Linked DNA regions of Danio rerio: region 1 is linked to region 2. Evidence: chromatin contacts called from public Hi-C data. All regions are on one chromosome and are shown on one strand. Each heading gives the region's core, a stretch centred on a gene start, on an enhancer-like site or on the middle of the called end of the contact. The rest is flanking DNA. Distances are from core to core; before and after follow the strand shown. Region 1 holds the start of ddi2 (DNA-damage inducible protein 2). Region 2 overlaps pfkfb4b (6-phosphofructo-2-kinase/fructose-2,6-biphosphatase 4b).

Evidence for each region. A called contact is a pair of places that touch in the nucleus more often than the background predicts.
Region 1: a contact with region 2 is called in a Hi-C map of embryo, with 11 times the contacts expected there. The contact joins the promoter of ddi2 here to the enhancer-like site in region 2. A contact is called at or near these places in 3 of 18 Hi-C or Micro-C datasets (embryo and an unstated tissue) and 1 of 4 datasets of contacts at active chromatin or transcription factors (caudal fin).

Annotation. Positions count from the first base shown.
Region 1 is chr6:43,106,103-43,112,245 of GRCz12tu, forward strand. It overlaps ddi2 (DNA-damage inducible protein 2), which reads left to right and starts at 4,326. Exons shown (of 10, transcript NM_198375.2): 1 at 4,326-4,554; 2 at 5,008-5,137; 3 at 5,223-5,489; 4 at 5,584-5,710. The coding sequence starts at 4,417. LOC101884206 (a long non-coding RNA gene) reads left to right here. Exons shown (of 11, transcript XR_012408093.1): 9 at 1-75; 10 at 169-306; 11 at 396-1,703.
Region 2 is chr6:42,562,006-42,568,499 of GRCz12tu, forward strand. The region is part of intron 1 of pfkfb4b (6-phosphofructo-2-kinase/fructose-2,6-biphosphatase 4b); the gene reads right to left. Among named protein-coding and RNA genes, the nearest start is that of pfkfb4b, 19 kb to the right of the region's middle. Within about 2 kb of position 3,201, at least 59 of the 62 cell types and tissues checked have an H3K27ac peak or open chromatin away from gene starts, as enhancers often do. A contact at or near this core is called in caudal fin, where this site is marked.

The DNA of each region.
Region 1 (6,143 bases), core at 3,076-5,575, 550 kb after region 2:
GGAGTGGAGCAGAAGAAGGAGACTCACAAGGGGAACGGTGGAGATATACTTGGAGACCTGAAGCTCAGGAAGCAGGTAGAACTGCTTGAACAGACTGAACAAAGGAGTTAGTTTCCAAAGAAATGTATTAAGAATAACTAAAGACTTCACATCTTTCTCTTTTGACAGATTGGCATGGAGCATGTGGAGGAACAGGGAAACACAAGATTATGTGCATGGATGGATGTCCTTCCTAGAGGAAGGGGGTGGTGGTGGGCAAAGATTGTTAGATAGATGTCTTGTCTGTGGCAGTTATTTACATTCTAGGTAATGGAACCACAACAGACAGAAGTGCAATGGTGAATATTTCTCTTTTAGAGCTCTTTTAGTCTTGTTTTCTTTCTTTTGCAGATTAGACTGGGGCATGTGGAGAAATTACAATCCCACCTCAGCGATGACTGCAAACTGATGGTCTGGTTAGATGTTTCCTAAATAGATGGATGAATGAAATATAGATGTCCTTCCAAGAGGAAGGGGGTGGTGGTGGGCTTAGATAGTTAGCTAGATGTCTTGTCTGTGGCAGGTGTTTCTTTTTCAAGTAATGAACACACAACAGGCAGAAGAAGGAAACTCACACGAGCACCAGTGAAGATTTATCTGAAGGACACTGGAGAACATCGTGTGCATTGCTGCAGCATGTGGAGCTCTGTTAGTGGTGTCTTTGTCTTTTACAGACTGGAGTGTAGGAATAACACACCTCAGCAATGACCGGACACTGATGGTTAGAGGTCAGGTATTTCCTGAAATCCTGAAATATAGATGCCCTTCCAAGAGGAAGGGGGTGGAGGTGGGCATAGATTTTTAGATGTCTTCTCTGTGGCAGTTATTTAGATTGTACACTGTTAACCCTTGCTGTAGATTATGCAGTAAATAACCCTAAAATAGCCAGTGTTTTCCTTTAATAAATAAAAACAGTGTTTACTGTAAAACGAGTAGGATTTGTATGAAATTGTGTTGTGCAAAGAATAAATGATTAATGGTGAATTACTGTTCAACAATTACTGTCCCGTCTACTCTGATGTTTTATGTGGTTATTTGTAGAGAAGTGCGTTATCTTAAGACAGAAAACAATGGTTTAGGCACATACACGGGCTGTGTTGCCCCTTTAAGGGAGCCAGGGGTTTGATGTGTTTACTTCTGAGTGTGCTCCATTCTCTGTCTAGTTTAGATGCAGAGTCTGATATTTTTTTAAGCCTTAGTAAGAATCTAAAATAAGTGTGTAAATGTGTTCAAATATGTTTGGGGTTTGTAAAATATTATCTGTGTATTAAATCAAATTGTTGTTATCTTGAACTGTGTACTTGAAAGCTACTTTGTTAGCTAGTTAGCATTTCCTCACAACTTCTTACATAACTTTGCTATAATGTACAGATGCAAACAATGTAGTGTGCCTTTCTGCCAACTAAGCAGTTTTTATACACAGTAAACATTCGGTTTCAATCTCCTCAGTGTAACTGCACAGAAATCCTCACAGGGAATCACAAAAGATGATGCATACTGTAGACATACTCGCAAACCTTCACTGTCAGGTCTGAAGTTGTGAATTACTTGTTTTTCAGAGCTGTTTCCACATGTGAATTTATATTAGGAACAATAGAAAAGTTTGTTTCCTTGAGCTTTTTAATAGCCTAAATAAAAAAAAATGAATTCTTGGTGTTGCTGAATTTATTTTTGTTTTTAAAATTAAACACACACACACACACACACACACACACACACACGGTTGAAGTCAGAACTATTAGCCTGCCTGTTTATTTTTTTTCCCAATATCTGTTGAAACAGAGCAGATTTTTTTTCAACAAATTTCTAAACATAATAGTTTTAATAACTTATTTCTAGTCACTGATTTATTTTATCTTTGCCATGATGACAGTAAATAATATTTGACTAGCTATTTTTCAAGACACTTCTATACAGCTTAAAGTGACATTTTAAGGATTAACTAGGTTAATTAGGTTAACTAGGCAGGTTGGGTTAATTAGGCAAGTTATGGTATAATGATGGTTTGTTCTGAAGATCAGAAAAAAATAGCTTAAAAGGGCTAATAATTTTGACCTTAAAATGGTGTTTAAAAATTTAAAAGTGCCTTAAAAAGAATCAAGAGCTAATAAGTCTGACTTCAACTGTACATACATGCATACATACATACATACATATATGCACCTCCGCTGAGATGCCCAACCAAGACAAACCACCTGATTCTGAACAGCAGAAGATTGGCCTGACGCCCAGACTGAAGACATCACCTGAATGACCAGAAGACTCTTCAAATTACTGCCTATGTGGTTACAGATGGACCAATTCAAACTACTGTTCTGTACTCTTTTCTAGCTGAAATAAATATCACACACACACACACACACACAACAGAATAAATCTTTAAATGACCTTAATTTATTGAATATTTTTAATTTAAAAAAATGTTTTCAGTGATTTGAAATGGTTGAGTGACTTTCACTAAAACACATAATTGAAAGTAATGGATCATTTCATCAAACGTAATACTTACAGCCCTGGGGAAAAATAAATTAAAAATAAATAAATATACAACCCCTTAAAAGTTATTGGTTATTCAGAATTGAATTAATGTGTGTGATCTATTCGTATATTCAAAGAATAAAGTTTATTGTACTTTATTGCATTTTAATATGAAATTTGATTTTTAAAAATAAAAATAATCCTCAAAATAAGAATCTAAAACTTCCAGTAGGTGGTGGTAAAGTCGAATGAGTGAGACGATTCGTTCAAACAACTGAATCATTCAACAAAGTAAGCTGTCTGGACTGTTTGAAACGTGTGCTGCATCCCAATTCACAAACACGTACAAACTGTTGTAATTCCTACAGAGTTCACCTGATTTGGATGTAAATACCCTCAAATTAAAGCTGACAGTCTGCAGTTAAAGCACATCTTGTTTGTTTCATTTCAAATCCATTGTGTTGATGTAAAGAGCCAAAAATGTTAGACTGACCATTTATGCGTTCCTTTTAGCCAATGGTGTATGCAATGGTGTATTAGTATTCATGCTCGAATTATAGCTATGATTATACACGGTAACACGGCACACGCAGTGGCGTAGTGCAACATGTGTGAGCCCACCCACAAGAATTAAGAAGGGGCTTATCTTGCGTGGCCCCCCATCATGCGGGGCATGCCCATCCCCTACGCCAATGAGCACACACTACTTTATATTCTATTTGCTAATATTATTTAATCTTTTCAGATATAGGGGAGAGCGGGGCACAAAGTAACACTTTTTGATTTTGGTCAAATAAACAAAGTAATGGAGTTAGACAAACCATGTTTTTTTTTTTTTTTTTTTACCAATAACACACAAGCCTCTCCAACAAATAAGCACAAGAATTATGATGCCAGGCCGATGGTTTCTGTGCAGTATTGCCAAAAGTGACAGCTGTATAAATGTTACTATTTACCCCACCTGCGGGGCAAGTTGGGTTAGTTAACACATGCATACAAGGCAGATTACACACCATTAATTTAAATTCAGTTTACTTTAAATATTAGCTATATTTCCTCAGTAATTGACTCATTTCTTTTTTATTCTACTTAACACAGCATGTTTATTTATTTGTTTATTGGATAAACACATTTGAATCTATTTGCATTATTATCCATTTTATACATAGATTTTACATTTATACTTTTACAGATTTTTTCAAATAAAAAACTAAAAAACTTGTGTTACATTTAACTCTGTGTTACTTTTTGCCCTCCGCTCCCCTAATTTATTATTTTAGTCTAATTTTATTTTTAGTTTAATTTTATTATTTTACTATACAATATTTTATTATTGTATAGAATTTGTACTATTAATTACTTTTTCTAAACTATTTTGTTAACTTTTATAAAACTGTAATAAAAAAAATGACTCCAGCACTATTTTTAGTAAAGGAGATCCATTTATTGATAATACATTCCATAAAATATACATTACAAGTTTAAGCTTTCTTACTTCTAGGTAACTGGAGTTTTTTCACACTATGAACTTTATATATATATTAAAACAGGAGCATCTCCGATCAGTTGCGTCTGTTTATGGCACGATAATGACCGGATTAAGATGGCAGCCACGTTGACGTATCAAAGCAACGGGTGGTTCTGACTTCCTGTTTCACTAAATTACGACACACGTAATCTACGACAGTTTGCGGCAGTGGCTGGAGACCAGTGGAAAGGAAGTGAACGAATTATTTAGTGAATTGAGGTTGTTCGTTCAGTTGTTTCTCCATGCGCTTAACTTTTTTCATTATCACATTTTACACTGAGTGTCAACAGGACAGCCTTGGATACATTTCCGACAGAAAACTCTAGAGCAGGGGCAGTTTCTGACAGCGAGAGAGAAGCAGTAACCGGGCAATGCTGCTCACCGTGTTTTGTGCACCGAGAGACCGCTCGGAAACCACTTTCGCCCTGGACGTGTCCCCGGAGCTTGAACTCAGGGATTTCTTGGCTCTTTGCGAACTAGAATCAGGAATACCAGCCGGGGAAATTCAGGTGAACGTCTTCAAAAAGTGTTGCAACAGTTAGCTACTATGCTAAGCGATCTGACTAAACAAATTAGTGTCGACACAGTCCACGCTATTAATAGCATACTGAGCCCATGTCAACACTTTAGGAAAACCCCAAATCTGAACAGATTATCAATCTGTAGCGCCCTTAACGACAAACATTTGACAATAATAGGTTATCCCAAGGAAACGTTGCTGTTTTTGTTAACTTGTCAGGAAACTATAATACGTGGAATTGTGTGTTGTTAAAACAAAACACAACTGAAGCTTCATTGATTGGGGTGTGTCGAGATAGCTGATGGTGTTGATTGAAAATCGAAAGGGAAACTTGTATGCCTGCTAAATAGTGCATGAAGATATTTGTATGTTGGCTTTCAGAATTAAAAAGTGATTTTAGGTGCTTTGAAACAACAAATAAAATGCAACTTGTGCTATTCAGATCATATATGCAGAGCAGCCTTTACAAGACCCCACCCGGGCCCTGGGGAACTATGGCCTGAAAGATGGAGATGTGCTGGTGTTAAGACAAGCAGAGAGGTTACGAGCACCACCACAGCCCACAGTTCCAGGTGAACCCGCATAGCTTGATCTGTTGTACAACAGTTTAATACTATCTTATCACATCGATAATCAAAATGAACTTTAATGTCTTAGGCCTGCCTCGCATCGACTTCAGTTCCATTGCTGTTCCTGGGACGTCCTCAGGCCAAAACAGAAACAGACCGCAACAAGCCCAGCGTCCCAGTACAACCCAGCCACCACCACCCCAAGCCACCACTTCTCCAGGTTCAGGCGTTTCTCCTCAGGGATTGGACAACCCTGCCTTGCTACGAGACATGTTATTGGCAAATCCACATGAGCTGTCGCTTCTGAAGGAGCGCAACCCTCCACTTGCTGAAGCTCTGCTGAGTGGAGATCTTGGTAAATGAAGATGAAGAGGATTAAATGCATCTGTACCGATTACTGACGATTTTCTTGATGATATGATGATATTATTTTGATACCCTTTTTTTAGAGCGCTTCACTAAGGTGCTAATGGAGCAGCAGCAGGACCGGGCACGGAGAGATCAGGAGAGAATCAAACTGCTGACTGCAGATCCTTTTGACTTGGACGCTCAGGCCAAGATTGAGGAGGAAATCAGGTAACAAATAAGGGGTGAGATCGTATGCACAGAAAAACGTTGGCTGTTTCTCAATGCCATTAATGCAGAGAACAGACTTGAGTTCTTGTGGAGAGCAGTCTCGCCAAGTTACCTCGGAAGAATAAACTTTGGGAGACTACAGCCCCTTTCACACAGTGATACCGGTAAATATCCGGAAAATTTCCGGAACGACTTTACCGGTATATTCAAAAAAGCGCTGTTCACATAGACGAGGACGTTACGGAATTTTTCCAGAAAAGACCGTTCACACATCCATTTCAAAAATACCGGTAAATTCTGACATCATTCACCACAAATGAGCCTTAAATGGCTGCGCTTGTATTTGTAAACATTTGACTACATTACAAACTCTGTGGATGATCAGTATTGTGAACAACTTCGATGAAAACATATGGAGAATCACTTTTGCATG
Region 2 (6,494 bases), core at 1,951-4,450:
ATCGCCATACTGTAACACTGGTAATTCATAATTTCGTCTAACACCTGCCATTCTTCTAATCATACCCCACACCTCTGATAATTGTACCTCTCGTCCAAGACTATTGCAATATTCTCTCCAGAATATACGCTTTTGTGTTTTAATAGTTTTTCTTAATATTGTCTGAGCCTTTTTATACATGATCATAGCTTCCAGTGAATGGTGTTTTTTAAGATGTCTAAATGCTTTATTTCTCGCTTTAATAGCTGCTTTACAATCATTATTCCACCAAGGTACATTTTTAGTACAACCAACTCCTTTACTTTTAGGTATTATTTCTTCGGCTGCTTGAATTATTTCATTAACAATTTTATTATCTAAAATGTTTACATCTCTCTGGTTTATTATTTGTATTGTCATAACTCTCTTATCACATAATTCTTGAAATTCTTTCCAATTTACTTTCTCCAATTTCCATCTTGGAATTCTATCTTCTTTTTCATACATTATCTTTAATCCAATTTTAGTTACTACTGGGTAATGGTCACTACCTATTGTATTGTGCTTGAGTACTTTCCATGTGCTAACCGCTGCTAATGAACTACTAATAAATGTTAAGTCTAGTACGCTTTCTGTATTTTTAAAACAATTATACCGTGTGCCTTCACCATTATTTAGACAAACTAAATATTTTTCATCTATAAATTCTTCAAGAAGAATCCCATTTGCATCATTACTATTACTCCCCCATAATGAATTATGTGAATTAAAATCCCCACACCATAAAACACTGTCTTGTCGTACACCCATTACTTCTTCTAATATGTTTTGATTTAATTTATCACAGGGATTATAATAATTAATAATGTCTATACATCCCCTATCCGTCCATACCTTGATTAAAATTGATTCATACTTTGTATTTATTTGTTCTATCCTAAACTTCATTCCGCTTTTTATAAATGTTGCAATTCCTCCTCCTCTGCTATGATTCCTATCATTTCTAACTATATTATATCCCTTAATATTAAAATCTAATTGAGGTTTTAACCATGTTTCTTGTATGCATATTATATTAGGTTTCTCTATAATATTATCAATATATTTTTTAAATTCTTGGCCATTCGCAATTAAGCTTCTTGCATTCCATTGTAGAACGTTTAACATTTAAGACGTTCCTCCCCCAGGCTGGGATGATTGTGTATCTTCATTTAAGATGTCCCTAACCGTTTCCCAGAGCAGATCCTTCACATCCAGGTATTTTTCTGCTGATTTGATTATTATTTTGATTCTTTCATTCCTACTTTTCGTTTGAGCGGAACAATTTATTATCTCTGCCATGAATATTACAAAATCATTTTTGCTCACTATCAGAGTTTCCGCTTTCAGTTGTTCACATTTTTGACATGTCTCTGTATTTTTGTTCCTGTTTTCATTTTGTTTAGACACAGTCATAATTTCTGGAACCTTTTTTAATGCTTCCGCATAGCTGATTCCTTGAACAGCTTTTACTCTTTGTACTTCTGCCTGCCTTTTGCTAACCTCACACCCTCGATACGCTGAGCTATGATCCCCTCCACAGTTGCAACATTTCAACTTTGCACCCTCTTCACATTTTCCATATTCGTGTTCCCCACTACATTTACCACACCTTTGCTTTCCCTTGCAAAAAGCTGCTATATGTCCAAATCTCTGACATTTATAACACCGAAGGGGCGGGGGAATGTACAGTCTTACATCATAGCACATATACCCGATTAATATCTTTTTCGGGAGTGTCTCCTCATCAAATGTGACCATAACAGAAAGACTATCACAAGCACTTCCATTTCTGTTTGTTCTTAAGCGTTTAGCTTCGACCACATTTGCATTTGTTATGCTTGCTTTCACTTCATCTGCCGAAACATTGACAGGAATTCCTGTCACAACGCCTTTAACATATCTTTTCCCGTTTGTCTTGGAACATTCTACTTTTTTTCCATTGATTTTATTCACCTTAATTGCTTTAGCTTGCTGTTTTTCATCTTTACAGAAAATCAGTATCGATCCGTTTCTCAAGATTTTTGCACTCTTTATTATACCTATTTCCTTATGCAGTGTTTTGGTTAGTTGTATCGGATTCATACCTCCAAATGTGTCCCCTTCTTGCACAGGTTTAGCAAATACCTTGTATTCCACTGTCACCGTTTCCTCTAGGGCTGAGCATCTATCCGAATCACTTTCATCAGATTTATTTCTTCGTTTCTTTTTCCGTTTGTTGTTTTTAACCATGTCCCATTTTTCATAGTTCCCGCAAACTACTTCCATATCTCCTACTTCATTTCCTGATTCGTCACTTCCGTCTGCATTCTCCTGTCCACTCACATTCCAGTTGTTGCCAACCGCCATGGAGTCTATCCGCCTTGCCATCCTCCGTGCTGAGGACCCCTACTCCAAGCCGCGAGTGGCGTCTCTCGTTTCGTATCCCGGATGCTCGGGATGTATGTCATATCGGCTGAGCGATATCAATGACCGACTGTACCGTAACGCCAGCAACAAACGCGCACTAAAAAACGCCAAAACACCTCCCTACCAAAACAACTCGGTGGTTTCAGGATGAAGCATCGATTAAATAGCAGTTGCATAAATACAGACACTGTGGTAACATAGTGAATTAAGAAATCGTCTGAGCAGATTTATGTTTGCAATGAAATTACTCAATGTAGCCGAGTTTTATAAGTAATATCACACTTAATGAAAAAAGGTAACTAGAATAATCATTTATGCCACCGGCTACTAGTTTATGACCAAACAGCGGACTATTTTAACCTGAATATGCTACTCAACGTTTTTTTTTTTAGACCAAAACATGACTATTTCAGGTGGTTAATGGCTTTTACTAATGATAATCATGTGTACAATACAGAGTAATTCACGTTTCATTTCATATAAACATGTAAGGGCTCTCAGCAAGTATTTCTCATCATATTGAAACTGGGTGAATGGGCGCACAAATTGCACAACTTACATTGCACATAATGCTGCAATGCATTTGTTGTGTGTTAGTGTACCGTAAAACAACTCAATGATGTGGTCTGATAAAAAAGAAATAAGGAAGGGGCAAACAAGAAGTTCCTAGTTTTTCGTAGAAGTTTGAGAAAAACAGATCTCCTGTTCACATGAAGCGCACATGGGTAGTGAATGTTGATGTGTTATTGTCCAATCAAAGCCCCTCGACTGCGAGGAAGCGACCAATAGAAAGGCGGAGAGCGTGCACGAGGAGGCGTGCGCTGAGGGGCACAGCGAGGTGAATGACTTGAACGTTCTGTTCTTTTTCACCGCTAAACCCATTACTGAAGGAGTCTGCACTGTAAGCACATATAGAGAGCACTGGTCCAGGAATGAGAAATGCTGTAATGACTGAATAACTTCCATAGAATAATAATAATAACAGTAATATCAATAATAATAAGTCAAAGTCAGTATTATTGTCAATTCTGCAACATACGGAGAATTGAATTAGGTTTCTCTCAGACCAATATGCTTTTACCATTGAGCACTGACGTATAAATTCAAATTATACAAGTGAATTGCTCATTTTAATTTGAGACGTCTTTATATCTATGCAGGTTTATTTTAATAAGGTTGTACAATATTTACAACTGATATTATAGTATTTTAGCTTCCTATCTGTATATGTTTAGTCATAATGATTGCCTGTAACATGCAGGCCCATAGCCAGGGGGGTTCGGGTAATTCGAAAGACCCCCACCCCCCACCACCCAATGACAAAGTCCAGAATTTATCTCCTAAATAAACTAATTTGTCCCTTTTTTCATAGTATACCATCATAAATTGTGAAAATAACTGATAGAAGAAGGCTTTAGGACTAATTAATGTTTAATTATTCAAATTTACAAATTCTGACTATTGAAATGAGCTGGTCAGTATGTTATTTATGTTTTTAGTAATTTTTAATAGTTTTAATTTTTGTTAATAATGGATAATAAATTTGGATTTTAAAAATAAGTATTTTACATACTTTATTCTACATTTTTAATGTAAAATTCTAATTTCTGAATGTAATTATCATTACATTATTAATAAAAATTTACTTTTTGTAACCCTTTGTGGTAAAATAGTATGGTAAGCACTTTGACAAACTTGTAGGAAATATTTTTGTTGCTTTTAAAAAGTGTGGTTATGATCACCATCCGACAAGCTAACACTGCAAAGATAAGCGCTTAACATGTTACAAAAATGTGGTATTTGAACCACATAAATGAACAGAAAATGAAGTGAATAACTGCAAAAAATTCCACTTTTTAAGAAAAATAGGCTGGCTATGGGCCTGGGATGAAAAGCTTATAAGAACTAATAATAATAATAATAATAATAATAATAATAATAATAATAATAATATATTTTATTTATAACACGCTTTTCTAAAACCCAAAGCGCCTACAAGAAAGTACAAACAACAAAGTACAGTAAACAATAAAAAATATAATAAAAAACACAAGAACTGGCTGAAAAGGCATGTTCATGAGAGTAAACAGCAGATATCCTCAAAACATACTGCAACAACAAAATGAAATTGGAACTTTTAGAAATCAAAACGTTCAACAGTTTAAAGCTAGTAACCTATTTGTCCACAAAACTAGTTTCAAGCTTAAATTAAAGCCTGTAGTGAAGTGTCAGCTAGTGTATTTTTAGGGAGTGTGTTTTGCAGATGCTGCAGATACAAGGGATATCCTGCTGCTTATCTTATCTGAGAGGGAGATCCTCCATAACGGTTCAGTATGACAGCAGGACAGGAGGGCCATCTTGTGGGTGAATAGGGAATCATACAAAATATCATTGTGCATAATGCATGTTATTGAAGAAAGTGCATGATATTTCTAAAATAAACACAACTTATTTTTATCACTCTTTAAAACTCACTACATTTCTTATTTTTATGACAAAAAATGGGTGATGAAGGGAGGGAGAGAGAAGGGGTAAAAGGGTGAGAGTCTCCAGTCAGCAGGTCAGGAGGATTAATCTCTTTAAACACATGGGACAAGCGCAGGCTGGCTACTAATTGCTACTTTGATAATTTTCCACTTGAAGATCTTTGTGGTCATTTAACTTGTATAACTTATACAAGATCATTATATATAAATATACAAATCATTTTCATTTAAATATGTATATTTTTTGTAATTATTATTTACGTGTTTTCAACTTTGTTATGATAGGAAAGTGATTTTATTATCATGTTGGCATTATGTCACTGCACCTCTAAGGTAATTGAATATGGCGGCGCGGTGGCGTTGCCGTGGTTATCAAAGTCAGTGGCGTTCTAAAAAGAATGTGTTAGAAAAGCGGTCGATGACGTTGAGCAGCCAGTGTGAGCTGCAGCTGCAGAGTGTCTGACCAGTGCGGACATTAGGCGGTATGTGAAGATCCTTATAAAAGTCAAATTTTAGCTTATTATGTTTGGTTGTTTCGACGTATTTTTGCTGAAGGTCACTTTAGATTTTAGTATTTTTCTCTGTCCTATCGTTTCAGATTATTAAATTAGCTTTTCCACGTCTTTTTAGAGTATTGTCGACTTGTCAGTTTTAGGATTTTGAATATATATATATATATATATATATATATATATATATATATATATATATATATATATATATATATATATATATATATATATATATATATATATATATTTCTAGGTAATGTATTAAGTAGCCCATATATAATAGCAGAGTGCTATTATTTGTTATGTTCTCAGGTTGGTAGACTGAGAGGAGTTTGCGTCAACCAGACCACTACTTCAGGCCGACATGGGTAAGGTTCGCAGGTTTTTTTTTCTGTGGACACAGAAGCTAACTTTAATTTTTGTGTTTCTCCAAGCTTCAAACATGGCAAATTTACTCAAGTCTATGTTCTGCGGCCGCACCATTTGAATCACATCCAGATTCATTTAAATCTGAAAAAGAAACTAAATCAAAAGCCACATCGCTTGGCTATTTACAAAACAAATGACTTTAGGTTAGATATCGAAAACATGCATTATTTTATATAACTATGAACAAACATGTTAACATATTAACAAGGATGCAGCATAAGGAAATTCCTGAGTTTGCAGTAACTGAAATGCCAGCAGGTCTGGTCTGCAAAAGCACTTCTCGGTAGGTCTTATCTGCTCGAGAGCTCCACAGTTTTTTAGATTCTTAGCATCTGATGATGTGATGCACTAAACGTACTAATCACAACGGTGTGATCATACAGTACAGGGAACAGCCAATGCTGATCACATATGTGTTATTGCATGTGTCAAAGGGTAAGAGTGTTCATATATTTTTAATTATTATTCAGTGATTTCTCCACGTATCACTAAAAGAAAGCTCACATACCACAGTTTGAGAACCACTGGAATAGATAGTTAGATAGGTCTAGTCTGTGTCTGTTTTTTTCTTTTTCAGCTAATGGAGAGGCAGAAGAAGGAGTCTCACAAGAGCATTGGTGGACATTTATCTAAATGTTGG